2 separate regions of the Mus musculus genome follow, and region 2 is linked to region 1. A link is a contact called in public promoter capture Hi-C data. All regions are on one chromosome and are shown on one strand. The core of a region is the stretch at or near the end of the contact, and the rest is flanking DNA. Distances in the headings are between cores, read along the strand shown.

The links. Capture Hi-C pulls out chosen DNA fragments and counts their contacts.
Region 2: a contact with region 1 is called in a promoter capture Hi-C map of adipose tissue. The contact joins two enhancer-like sites. A contact is called at or near these places in 1 of 39 promoter capture datasets (embryonic stem cells), 4 of 15 datasets of contacts at CTCF or cohesin (the G1E-ER4 cell line, embryonic stem cells and pro-B cells), 126 of 484 Hi-C or Micro-C datasets (the AML12 cell line, the AtT-20 cell line, B cells and 68 more), 10 of 115 datasets of contacts at active chromatin or transcription factors (astrocytes, bone marrow-derived dendritic cells, embryonic stem cells and 4 more) and 4 of 9 other capture datasets (adipose tissue, embryonic stem cells, liver and 1 more).

The regions. Positions count from the first base shown.
Region 1 is chr3:157,881,297-157,888,593 of GRCm38.p6, forward strand. It overlaps the pseudogene Gm6520. Among named protein-coding and RNA genes, the nearest start is that of Cth, 40 kb to the right of the region's middle. Within about 2 kb of position 2,970, at least 39 of the 459 cell types and tissues checked have an H3K27ac peak or open chromatin away from gene starts, as enhancers often do. A contact at or near this core is called in adipose tissue and pancreatic cancer cells, where this site is marked.
Region 2 is chr3:158,060,924-158,067,543 of GRCm38.p6, forward strand. Lrrc40 (leucine rich repeat containing 40) reads left to right here. Exons shown (of 15, transcript NM_024194.6): 12 at 315-425; 13 at 1,726-1,803; 14 at 2,761-2,946; 15 at 5,190-6,167. The coding sequence ends at 5,295. It overlaps Lrrc7 (leucine rich repeat containing 7), which reads right to left. Exons shown (of 28, transcript NM_001081358.3): 28 at 6,263-6,620. Among named protein-coding and RNA genes, the nearest start is that of Lrrc40, 28 kb to the left of the region's middle. Within about 2 kb of position 1,343, at least 56 of the 459 cell types and tissues checked have an H3K27ac peak or open chromatin away from gene starts, as enhancers often do. A contact at or near this core is called in adipose tissue and pancreatic cancer cells, where this site is marked.

The DNA of each region.
Region 1 (7,297 bases), core at 1,720-4,219:
TTGTCATTGCATCCCTAAGGGCTATCAGAAACTGGAAGAGCTTTTGGTTGCTTGGTTTTTGTTTTTGTTTTTTGTTTGTTTGTCTTTGTTGTTTGAGACAGGGTCTCACTAATTAGCCCTGGATATCCTGGAATTCACTCAGTAAACCAGGCCTACTTTTAACTCACAGAGATCCACCTGCCTCTGCCTCCCAAGTCCTGGGATTAAAGGTGTGTGCCACCACAGCCCAGCCTCTGGAAGATTTTTTAACAGAGTATATCATCTGATTTATAAAGACCTGACTTCTTGTGTCATATAAAAATAAGGAGAAAAGGACTATGTTTGGTGGATGTGTAGTCAGGTATAGGGGAAGGGGTGCCTCCGCAGACCCATGCTGAAGCACCCCCTCCTCCGAGGGAATAATATAGAATAAAATAGTATAGAATAGAGTTTATTCAGGGCATGGGGAGGGGAGTTGAGAGGGTAGTAGAGACAGAGAAGGGGGGGGGGGTAGGTAGAGGCCAACCGTGAACATGTGGAGAGAGAGGGTAAAGGGGTATGGGGAGAGGGGGGAGTGGGACAGAGAACAGAGTGAGAGCAAGAAGGCAAGGATGGGTGAGCAGCCTCTTTTATAGTGAGTCAGGCACACCTGGCTATTGCCAGGTAACTGTGGGGCGGAGCCTAGACAAAATGCTAACATGACTGGCATGGTAGTCAGAGCAACAAAGAGATGAAAGTACACTAAGAACTGATGTTCCTGGTGAGTTGAGTTGGAGGGTGAATTGGGCAGTGCACACATATGTCCCACCTCACATGTGATGACCTGATTACACAATGGTGGTCATTGTCTACCTATGCCCTTTCTCATGTTTTGCAACTGAGTCACACCATGCTGAACTGTGCCCGTGTCCATCCCTCTTTATCTGTGAGTTCATAAACTCCACTGTACTGAAAGGTCAGGGACACCATGCTCATCACAGTGTACAAGGCTTCACTCACCGGCGGCCTTGAGTGGTGAAATAGAAATGTGTTTGTTTTTTATTTGAACAAGTTACACCTTACTGGATGTGGGTGCTCTGGTGATTTTTATTTTTTAGGAAAAAATATATGGAAATTTTTTGCAATGAATAACTTTTTGAATGTTAAATAATGAACTATAAACAACTGACCAGATGTCTAAGTAAAAAGAGATATTGTTAATGATTCCATGTGGGCTGTGTTGGATGAAAAAAGCTAAGGAAGACTTAAGAGATACTAAAAGAAGACAGTAACCAGTGTTCTTACTCAGTTTTATACATATAAAATTTATAAAAGCAACCCAAAAAGACTGTTGGCCTAGAAGCAAGCCCAGCTTTCCACCCTGTGCACCAGCTTCCAGACAACTCGACAGTTCCACAGACAAGATGCAGAACTAAGCTGCGGCCATGAGCGAGGACATTAGTGGTCCTGACTCTACTTCCCTGTGTCAAGTTCCTCTAAACAGCTTGTCTAGGAAGAAACTATGAAGAATAAAATTGTAAAATAAATAAATTCCTTATTTAGTTCCAGTCATTTACTATGTCTGTGAGCTTTGGTACCTGAAGGATAGGAAAGTTGTATATTACTGACACCTCAGAAGGCCCGTATGTGGTGCCTGGGTCCACCCCAGAGCTGACATGGCCTGGCAATGGGTTTCTGTCTCTGAAGTAGGACTGGTGGGAAAGTACACCACAGAACTCAGTCAGCAAAGTAAAAGATCTGTGGCCTAAAACTAAATATCCAGAGAGCGGGAAGTATGCCCTGTTCCTGGTGATCTAGTTCAAAGATCTTGACAGCTTTCCTTATACGGAGTGCAGAGAAAGAAAAGGCTTAATAGAGTCCAGTCACATGCATAATTAAATGCTGCCTCTAAAGAGGCAGCAACTGCCTGGAGAGAAAAGTGGTCAAGGGCTAGGTTTCCTCACAGAGCAGGAAAACTTCTGGTTTGAACTTTCTAGCCAAAGCATACACATGGATGTGTGTTTTTGAAACCTGGCTAGCAAGCTTTCGTCACCGTTCACTCTCTGTTACACCAATCACTCGAAGTGAAGGCTTGTCCTCCACTTTAAGTAGGGCATCAAATGATGGCACTAAAGCCAGGTGTGGCTGTACATGCCTGTGATCCCAGCAGGAGAGAAGTGAGGCAGGAGGATTGCTGAAGGTTCCCTGTCAGTCTGGGTTACATAGAAATACCCTGTCCCCTTGGTTCTGTGAAGGTTCTATGCTCCAGTATAGGGGAATGCCAGGGCCAGGAAGCAGGAGTGGGTGGGTTGGTGAGCAGGGGTAAGAGGAGGAGATAGGGGGTTTCCAGAGGAGAAACCAAGAAAGGGAATGGACCTTTTGCTCAAGTGTTCCAGTGTTCAACAAGACACGACTGCTCCTGAGAGGACAGAGCGGTCTCCTGAGCTGTCTATTCCGCGTGACTCGCTTACACTTCAGCAGACCTGGAGGAATCAATGTTTTCCACTTCTTTGCTTAGCCTGTTCTTCCCATTTCAAACAAGGACCTTCTCACTGGCTAAGGCTAACCTCACTCGTCAAGTTGGTCAATCACCATGGAAACCTCTGGGTGTCTCTAAGAGAATATTTCCAGAAATGTTTAACAAAAATGGGAAGAACCACCCTGGATGTGGGCCCTGGAGTCCTGGGCTGGATACAAAGGAGAAAGTTATCTTTCTCTGCTTCCTGACTGTGGGTTTATGCAACATGACCAGCTTTCTCGTGCTCCTGCCTCCACACCTTCTCCACAGTGACAGACTGTTTTCTGATTATGACTGAAATAAACTCCTTCCTTAACTTGCTTTTGTAGGGAACTCTGACACAGCAGTAAGAGAGTAGATGACACACCTGTCCTCTTCATCATCCTGGCTGAAAAACTTTGAATAAATTTATCAACCAAAGTCTGCATCGTCTCCCCACCCAGGGCACGTTCTCTCTGCTCCTGACTCATCTGTGCTGGAAGTCGCGTGAGTCACTAAAGTGGACTCAACTTTGTGAGTAACAGTAAGTTCCACTCAGGAGCTTTCGCTTTTAGTCACAGAAGTTGCCAAGATCTTTATGTAAATTATTGAATTTTGGTTTCCACAATCTTACAAGAAAAATATCATAACTCTCCACTCAACAGATGCCAACTTGGAGATGCATTGCCAAAAGGCTTGCAGCTCACACGGGGCATGGCTGATTTGTGCTAAGTCTGTTTCCTGGCAAAACCCTTGAGCTACAACACATTGATAAACATTTTGTAATAAATGTTAAAAACAACTGGTAGCATTTGTCTGTGTAATTCAAATAACTGTGTAGTTTGGAAAAGCATTAATTCCAAGTACTCCTGCAACACTGAGCAGGGGAGAAGTGCCTGCCATGCTAACTATATTTTTTGTTGGTTTTTAGAGAATTTCATATAGTGTGTTTTAATCATATTCACTCATTTCCCCCCAACTCCTCCTACATCTACCCCCACCTCCCTATCTCTTAAAATATAACTTTTTTTTTTTTTTAATGAAGGCCTGAGAGATGGATCGAAGGTTAAGATCACTGGCTGCTCTTCCAGAGGTTCTGAGTTCAATTCCCAACAGCAGCAAGGTAGCTCACAACCATTTATACTGGGATCTGATGTCCTCTTCTGGTTTGCAGCCATACATGCAAACAGAACTGTATACATAATAAATAAATCCCAAATACTATTGGGTGTAGGACCTGCCTTGAAGTGTGATCAGCCAGCCAGGAACCAGTCTTTTTTTTTTTTTTTTTTTTTTTTTTTTAAATGGTTTTTCGAGACAGACTTTCTCTGTATAGCTCTGGCTGTCCTGGAACTCACTTTGAAGACCAGGCTGGCCTCAAACTCAGAAATCTGCCTGCCTCTGCCTCCCGAGTGCTGGGATTACAGGTGTGTGCCACCATGCCCGGCCAGGAACTACAGTCTTAAGAAAACTGATTTTTTCCTCTTCCTGTAGCTTTCAAATGCCAATAGCTCTTCCGTTAAGGGTGGGACCTTGTACCTACCTTTCACCCCCTATGCTAGCATTTTTGTCTGGCTTGGTCTTGCAAACGTCTTGTACACGCTATCAAAATTATGGAGTTCATATTGCAACTTCTCAGTTGTGTCTGGAAAACATTACTTTCTTGTAGTCACCTACCACCTCCAGATTTTATAGTCTTCCTGCCCCTCTTCCACAAAGTTCCCTGAGCCTTTAGGAGGAAAGGTATGATACAGGTATTCCATCTAAAGCCAAGTGTTCTGCAGCTTCTTCTCTGTACCTTAGCCAGCTGTGAATCTTTGTGTTAAAAACCATCTATAGCAAGATGACGCTTCCCTGATGAGGGTTGAGAGATGGGTTAATTTATGGGTATAGCAATGAGTCATGGGGAATCATCTTAATACTGTGTCCACTTTGCAGAAAAAATAACATTAAGTTCATCCTAAGGGCCCATGACCTGTCTAACCACAGGTTCTTGGCTCTGGTATAAGTGTTGAGAATGGGTTCTATCTCGTGAAGTGAGAATCCCAAGAACTCATGTAAAACTCCAGCAGGGCAGCACATGTTCATAACCTCAGACTTGGAGACACAGGCAGATCCTTAAAGTTCATTGGCCAGCCACCTTAGACAACCTGATACTCGTCTCAATTCAGTGAGAGACTCTGCTCAGAAAACAAAAAGGGGAAGAGTCATGGAGGAAAGAAATTGGGCTTCCACATGTATGCACACACACATATACACTGAAAGAGAGACACTTCCTGCACACCGAACAAACACAGGCACATGAAGAAGAAGAAGAAGAAGAAGAAGAAGAAGAAGAAGAAGAAGAAGAAGAAGAAGGAGGAGGAGGAGGAGGAGGAGGAGGAGGAGGAGGAGGAGGAGGAGGAGGAGGGGGGGGGAGGGGGAGGAGGAGGAGGGGGAGGAGGAGGAGGAGGAGGAGGAGGGGGAGGGGAGGGGAGGGGGAGGGGGAGGGGAGGGGGAGGGAGAGAGAAAGAGTAAAGGGTCTTATAATACACTTCCAGGGCATGCCTCCAATAAACTAAGTGTCTCGCACAAACCAGCTGCTTGGACGTATCACCACCTCCAGATAACCCCTTCCTGGGACACAGTCTTTACACCAGCCTTTGGGGAGCAGTCCAGACCCAGTGACAGCACATGGACCATATTCTCACAGAAGCCAGGACACGAGACAATTTTATATGCAAAAAATTTTAGTGTGTATTTGTAAAAGACACCAGTTTTAAAACATAATTATGCCTGTAGCAGAAAGCAGGCCAGGGTCTTATCATTTGCCACGTCTTATTCAAGGAGCATAGTATTGAAGGACAGAAAGCATTCAGCCCATCACAGCTCAAATGCCATATGATCACAATAAATGTTCCCTTAAGATGCCCCAATCCTTTAAAGTGTGCTTTAAAGGGTGGAACAGTTATTGCTGAACCCAGGCCCTAGGAGGCCTCAGCTAATAGAACCTTCTTCTTGAGTCCTTGCTTCAGAACATTAGATGTCACAGGACAGGGCTGGCTCTGATCCTTTGAGCCTGTATTTTTACCTTCCTTGCAGAGTAACAGAATGTAATACTGGCTCTGACATGTTGGTCATACCAGACCATGTAGAATTCCTTGGATAGAAACTGGCCTTGCCTCACTCAATAATTAAAATGTTTCATTTACTGCAATCTATACTTTTATATAAAAACTAACAAGACTGGCAAATCATGGGCTCTAAAGCTATTTCTCCTTAGTGACAGCACTGCTATGTGAATGGATCCAAAATTTTATTTACTACAATGATTTTGGCCCAAGTAATAGTCATTTCAAGTGTAGACACCCAGAACAAGACATATATTTTATATCATTAAAGTAATTGGATGAGGATCGAAATTCTTGGAAAGATTCTACACTGCTTTAGTTTTACCTTAAATATACGTCAAACAGGCACTGAAATCAGTATCTTCACAGAATCAGTGATTATCTTCTGAAGTCACTGCCATTGGTTACTTTTCCGGTAAGACCATAGAGCCTAGGCACCCAGACATTGTCTGGGCCATTATCTACCTTTCAACACTTTTTCGTTCATGTATGGAATACCCAGGCCTCAAGCAGATAGAGGCTTTTCCTCTTTAGCATCCAGGCAGTGATGTTGCCCAGGGTCCTTGTTCCTGGCCTTCTAGAATATAACACAAGAGGAACTTTTCCCAGCAAAATATTGGCAACCAAAGTATACTTGCTTTCACCTGACTTAACAGTCATTAGCTCCAAGTTTCTCAGGCAAATTGCTAGATCTATCTCTTAAAAGACCAATGCTGTGATGAATTACCAAACTCCTTCCCACCCCTGTTTCCCTGGGTAAGTAGCCCCAAACAGATATATTCCCAGCACTTGCCAGTCTAAAACAAGGAAGAAATATAGGAGCAGCGATGAAACAAAACTAGTTTCATTCAGTTCTTCTTCTTCTTCTTTTTTTTAATCTTGAGACAGTCTTGCTATATAACCCACACTGGGCTTGGACTTGAGAACTTGAAACTCAACCTCCAACTACTAAGTGCTGTGATTAGCACATGTTCTGCCCAGCTCTTCTGGTGTGTAGTTGCTGCTTTTGTTGCTTTGTGTTGTCTTCAGTGCTAAAGGTGGACCCAGGGCCTTGTGTTTGCTAAACAAGACAAGTTCTCTACCTCGGAGCTACACTGCCAGTCCTCGGGGAAGCAAAATACAGGGGTAAAGCCAATGCTTCACCTCTTCAACTGATTTCCAAATTCTTGCCACATTGCCTGGCTCCCTGACAGTGACTCTTCTTCTCTCCCACAGTGCTTCAAGTTTCGATGATGCTTATGCTCAGATGATGGATGTTCTGTTCCAGGCTAAAACAAGATAGGTGGAGGGGAAGCCAAGATTTTAATGATAGCCTACTACTTTATTCAGAGTGGGCATGCACTTACACACACATGCTATGTAGTGAAAGATGACCTTGAATTTCTGATTATCCCGCCCCCATCTCCAAAGTGCAGGAATTAGAGGCATAAGCCACCATGACCAGTCTATGGGAAGCTAGGGATTGAACGGAGGGATTCGGACATTCTAAGCAAGTCCTCCATCGACTGAACTTGTTTTTTAGTCCTCTATATCACAACACACATTTTTTTTTTTTGCAGCTTTTGTGATTTTTATTTAAACACAAAACATGCACACAAGTCATTTATTCATTTTCTTCGCTGCGTAGCCTGGCGTTGGGATTGGTGACTCTGATGGCCAGATGTGCTGCTCTTTCTATGATGGCTTTTCGGTTCTTAGAGGACACATTGTGTGCAATCTCAGCACAGTAAAA
Region 2 (6,620 bases), core at 93-2,592, 180 kb after region 1:
GTGTCTAACAAAACACTTCATGAATTTAGTTCACTGCCAAAATAAAATGCTATAGAAGCCACCTAGGTCTGATTTTTCTCTTTTGTGTCATGATTTGGTTAAATGTATAATCAGTGAATTTTTAAATTAAACTTCAGTATCCATCCATTGTCAGATTGAAGCCTTGGTCAGTCATGGTAAGGTGGTTTTTAAGATGTTTAGTCTTTGCACAGCCAGTTTCTGAAGTTTCTGTGAGGAAGTAAGGTCCTGTTCTTCCTCTTATCATGGGTTCAGTTTTGAGTAAGTGCTGATATTTAAAATTGTTTTTGTTTCAGGATTGTTGAGCTGAAGGAAATGGTGTTGGATATCAACCTCAGTTTTAACAAGCTTTCATTTATATCCCACGAGTTATGCTTGCTTCAGAAATTGACATTTTTAGATTTAAGGTACTTGATAATTCTGTCACTTGACATCTTAAATGTTATGATTCATCTTTTGAGTTTTTATGTTGTATTTTCTTGGTGAGTATGGAATTTGGTCTTTAGTGTATTAAGTATATTAGGGGAAATGTAAAATTAACTTATTTAGGCATTTTAACTGTCAATTGTAAGTAGCTTATAACTTAAGTGGTGAGATAAAATTATCTAAAGTATTTTTAATCAATATATATTCTTTAGATCCTAAGTAAATTGGCAGTTCGTGCATGGAAACTGTTTCCTTCCTCTTGTTTGTCGCTGAAGTAGATAGTGACTAAGCAGCATGTCCACCCCTCTGAGCAGCCCTGCGGTTGCACCAGGCCCAACCAGGACAGTAGATAGGTCAAGCAGAAGAGCCCTGCCTGGAGCAGAGAGAGAGAACCTACCTTATGCTGTTTGGAAATCATAGCAAGCTAGATTTAAACAAATTCAGTGGGAAGCTAGCAGCTCATAGGGTGATACTGTGCATCCCAGGGTCACAGCATTAACATTGTACTTGTAAACTCTGTTTTTAGGGCCTGCATTTTTGCTAATGCTTCCTGTGGTTAGCTAGAGTACTTTTAGTTGGCATAAAGTACAGTTGAGGCAGGAGGGTGTGCCCTAGTTATGGAGCTTTCACTTCTCTGGGGTAGCAGAGCATAAAGCTGATGGAACAAAAGGAAGGGAGCTCCCCACGGCTGCTGTTTCCTTCTTTTTGCCCCAAGCTCTGTGTATATGTCTCTCTGTGTAACTGTCCCTTAAATCTCTGATAGAAGAATTAAATCTGCTTCCATGTCTCACAGCAGAAAGACTGAAGAAAAAGAATAGGACAGGTGTGAGCTCTGCAGCATAGCGTGAACAGCCGTTGTGCAACATAGCATACACAGCCAGTCGTCATTGTGCAACATAGCGTGTACAGTCAGTCATTGTGCAACACAGTGTATACAGTCAGTCATTGTGCAACACAGTGTATACAGTCAGTCATTGTGCAACATAGCATGTACAGTCAGTCATTGTGCAACACAGTGTGTACAGTCAGTCATTGTGTAACATAGAGTGCACAGACAGTCACTGTGCAATAGAGTGTGTACAGTCAATCATTGTGCATAGAAACAAAAGGCTGCAGGAGACTTGTGTCATTAACTACTACCAACCCCACTTCCTAGGGTCATCCTAAGGAGATCAGATTAATAAGAATTGACAAACATATTTGTGTGTTTTTTATTCTTCCTGGGATTTAAACAGTAAAGGTTTTCAAACTTTAAAAATTGTGTTTTGATTTTCAACCTAGGAATAATTTTTTAAGTTCTTTGCCTGAAGAGATGTCATCACTGACAAAACTGCAAACGATCAATCTTTCCTTTAACAGGTGAGGAAACATCTGGGAGCCAGATAGATCAGAAGCCTTTATTTTTATCATATTTTACTAGCAGATTTTATTTTCATTTAGATTCTACTTGAATGTAATATTGCTTAGAAATCTCATGATTGGTGCTTAGCTGATTTGTTTGTTTTACCACTGCAAGAAACCCATAGTCTAGAAGAAAGATAAACATCTGACTAATTGTGATTGTTGTAGTGGAAAGTGGTGCCTTGAGGTAAACAGATGTTAGCCAGGCACACCTGTCTTTGGCATCTGATAGGTTGGTTTGGACAATGAAGCCTGTGTCTGTGATGGTCAGGAATCTTGAAAGAATGCAAAATGCCCTTGTTCTGGAAGCCTAAACAAAATTAGATCAAGAAAGAGTAACTTCCTGAGGGTGGCCTGTAGACACCTCAAGATATGTTGCCCATCAGTGAGGAGCTTTGCCTCAGCTTTTGCTCATTTTGATTCTTATAATCAATAGTATCTTCTATGTCTGCTGAGTATGTGTTCCAAAATCAGTCTTTAATGGAGGAGCTAGAGAAAGTACCCAAGGAGCTGAAGGGGTCTGCAACCCTATAGGTGGAACAACAATATGAACTGACCAATACCCCCCAGAGCTGTGTCTCTAGCTGCATATCTAGCAGAAGATGGCCTAGTCGGTCATCACTGGGAGAAGAGGCCCTTGGTCTAGCAAAGATCATATACCCCAGTACAGAGGAATGCCAGGGCCAGGAAGCGGGAGTGGGTGGGTTGGGGAGCAGGGCGGGGGTAGGGTATAGGGGACTTTCAGGATAGCATTTGAAATGTAAATGAAGAAAATATCTAATAAAAAATTGTTTTCGAAAAAAAAGGGAAATTTTGATTATAGAACTTAAAGCACACTTAAACAGAGTCATCCATTTTTAAGGGTGATGTAACTCTTGCCCATTACATGAAGTTGTTGTGTTCACATTGTAACAGGTTCAAAGTGTTTCCTGAAGTTCTGTATCGAATCTCCACACTGGAAGCGGTTCTGATCAGTAACAATCAGGTTGGCTCTGTGGACCCTCAGAAGATGAAGCTGATGGAAAATCTGAATACTTTAGACCTTCAAAACAATGACCTTTTGCAGATTCCCCCAGAGCTTGGGAACTGTGTGCAGCTACGGTAACTTCCTTACTGGGGGTTCCCAATTGATTTGTTGATTGCTTTTTTCTTATAGGAAATTGAAATAACAGACTTAATACCTTCTAACAATAATAGTTAAGCAAACACCTCATTTTTCTTTTTAAATTTCACCAGATGTTTTCTGGCATGTATATATCATGATGTATGCATAAACACCATTTCTCTTAGTATTATTCTCTGTATATGCTTATCCAGAATTGCACTGGGGAGAGGGATTTCTGAGGTCACACTACAGGGCACCAACTTTGGAAACCCAGTCCTTATGGTCTTTCTCCACTTGCTTCTCCCTCAGCCCTTACCCTGATCTCAGTAGTAACCATCTTAGTACCCCCTGGGAAGCCTTCCTCCTCTTCACACAGAATCCTTGCTACTGTTCTTTCTGACCCATCTGTTCTAGGTTTTTTTTTTTAGTTGTGTTAAAGCTTCAGTCATTCTAAGCACCTCATTAAGGGCTGGTTAAACAGTAGGTGGAGGGTGAGGGCTGCAGAGCTCAGCTGGAAGATGCTTGATTCTTGAAAGCAGCATGATATGTTTTGGCTGTTTGTCTTAGTGGGGTTATAGTTGTAAAATTTCATCCCTGGCTATTTGGATCCATTTTGAACAGTGAAATGATAAACAAAAGGTACAAATACTTGTTAACTATGCACTGAGTAGGCCATAGGCTGGACGCCTGATTGCAGTGTGATTCCAGATGCTCTATCAGACTTCACAGGAATGAAGTCTTGAAAGACATCAATTTTTTCCTATTCTCAGCATAACCTGCAAATCCAGTGATTTGGGATTACAGACAGATTTGGAGTGGGTAGATTAACAGATAACAGAGTACAGTGAGAGTCAACTGCAATTCTTTTTTTTTTCTAGAAGCTAAGAAAATTAAGTGTATAAGAGTTTCCAAGTGCCGGGTGTGGTGGCACACGCTTTTAGTCCCAGCACTAGGGAGGCAGAGGCAGGCGGTTTTCTTACTTTGAGGTCAGCCTGGTCTACAAAGTGAGTTCCAGGACAGCCAGGGCTACACAGAGAAACCCTGTCTTGAAAAACCAAAAAAAAAAAAAAAAAAAAAAAAAAAGAGTTCCCTAGTAACATGGAAATAGTTGAAGAATTATAGGTGAACCTTTATAATGTTGTGTGAGCCTTTTAATTTTTTTTACATAAAACTTTAGATTATTAAAGTCTTTTGATTGAAGATATTTTACTAATCCCATTAAAAACAAAATAACCAGCCCATAATTTGTAAATTGTAATTGTCTTATTTCCAAATATGGGAGGGCGGACATGTGTGAAAGGCCCTTCTGGTGCAGATACTTACAGCCAACCTTTAGACTGAGCATGGAAACGCCAATGGAAGAGTTTGGGGAAGGACTGAAGAAGCTAAAGGGCTTTGCAGCCCCATAGGAAGAACAACAGTATCAACTAACCAGACCCCCCAGAGCTCCCAGGAACTAAACCACCAATCAAAGAGTGTACATGGGCCGGTCTGCACTCCTCACTACATATGTAGCAGAAGGTTGCCTTATCTGGCATCAGTAAAGGGGGGTGGAGATGTACTTGGTCCTATGGAAGCTTGATGTCAAGAAGGGGGATGCTAGGTGGGTGAGTGGGTGGGTAGAGGAGCACCCTCTTAGAGGCGAAGGGCAGGGGCAGGGGGAGGGGGATCAGGAAGGGAGACAACATTTGAAATGTAAATAAATAATTAATGAAAAATAAAATAAAAAACCCACAAACAGAAAAAAGATAAAAAGAAAGGGACCTTGTAGGGTGTGGAGTGAGCTGTGACTTCAATGTTCTTGGCATGACCCACATCCGTTTGTTCACTCTCTTGCTTAAATCTATTGTATTACCTAGAGTGTGCTTGTAGCAAATCGAGAGGAGACTCAAATCACAGTGCCACCATTCAGCAGCTGTTTATTTTGAATGGGCTTTTGTCTCTCCAGATTTGTATTTCTCTTTAAATTAGAAATATTAATGATACCTATACCATAAGTCTTTTTAAACAAAACCTACAGAGTCAGAGACTATAAACACCTTAATGTGACTTTCATGTGATAGTTAGCCAGTGCTGTTGGACATTGTCATAATTCTAGCTGTTTGCATGCTTAGTTGGACTTTTAAAAGACACATAAGAAAATACACACTTTATTTATAAAATTGCAAACAATAGTTTTATTTCATGAAAAGAAAATCACTAATGGGAAATGTTTGATTTTCCTGTTTCTTCTGTTTAGGACACTACTGCTAGATGGAAATCCATTCCGAGTTCCTCGAGCGGCCATATTAATGAAAGGCACAGCTGCTGTGCTGGAGTATTTGAGAGATCGAATCCCTGCCTGAGTACCGCTGGTTTCTTACTCTGGGCATGGTCACTCGGGATAGGACAGAGCCAGCCTCCAGTGTCCAGGTGTCACTAGACAGTCACTGTTTGGGCTATGGTCGTTCCTACTAAATGTCTACAGTTTGTGAAGTGATGTGAACATTTATAATGTCAACTGCTACAGATTTTAAATGTTTTATAAATTCATTCCTTTATGACACTGCAAGAACTTTTCATATGATTTTTATAATGAAAAAGCAACCATCTTTGTAAATCTGGGTTCCCCCTGGTATCTTTTCATTTTCCATCTTATATGAACTGAGCAAGACTATATAAGGTGTAAAGTCAGCGAACTTTTACTAAATATTATTTTTTGGCATTTAAAAGAAAATCGGACTTTTCGTTGTCCAGGATAGGACTTGCTATGTGGTCAGTGTCAGTGCGTGTTTATGTTTAGGGTTTTGGTTTTGACTTTACATTTTTTTTTTTAATGTTTTCAGTGTCCTTTATTCCAATGTGATACATCTTATTATTTCCACAACGTTGATTCTGAAATCTCCTTACAGTCTGATTAAAACTAGACTGGTAGTTTTACAGTAATTTTCTAAAAAGGAGTTAGATATAGCCAAGCTTGATTTAATAAAAGTCCAAATATAAACATTGTTGTTTACACTGAAATTATCAGATGCAGCTTTTCAGCCGTCCTGGTTCATCATGTGATTGAGTCGAGAGTAGCCAGCTCAGTAGAAGCATGTGTCAGCTCAGTGTCAGCCTGCGTGCGGAGGGTGGAGGTAGAGAACCTATAGGCGGTTGAGGTTGTTGATCTTAGGAAAATCAGTGCTAATAAAGATACATGCTTCGTGTTCATAATAAAAGCTACATTTTTAAGGTATTGGTATAGTGTTTTTGTTTTAAAAAGAAACATATTTTTACCATGTCACAGTTCCTAAGTTCAGAATCTGCTTCCATAGTAAACCAGACATCATGTAATAAGGTGACATTTTATTATTTATACAATAGACTTTTATGTTATTCAAAACACTTTTTTAAATTCTGAAAAAATTGAGTACAACAGAACCTAAAAATGGCTCTGCTATACACCACACAGCGCTATTATCTGTACAAAGCGCATCTGCAGATGCTTCCAGGCTACACCCTACCCCTAACCCATAGTGTCAGAACGTAAGACACAGCTGGAGAGTACAGATCACACTTGCAAAGTCATTGGCTTGGCAGAGTTGAAATACAGGTTAGTGGGACTTTGCACATAAAATTAAACAGCTTTCTTTCAAGGTTGTTATGGTCTCATATGGCAAAAAACCATGAAGTACATTCACAATCTAAG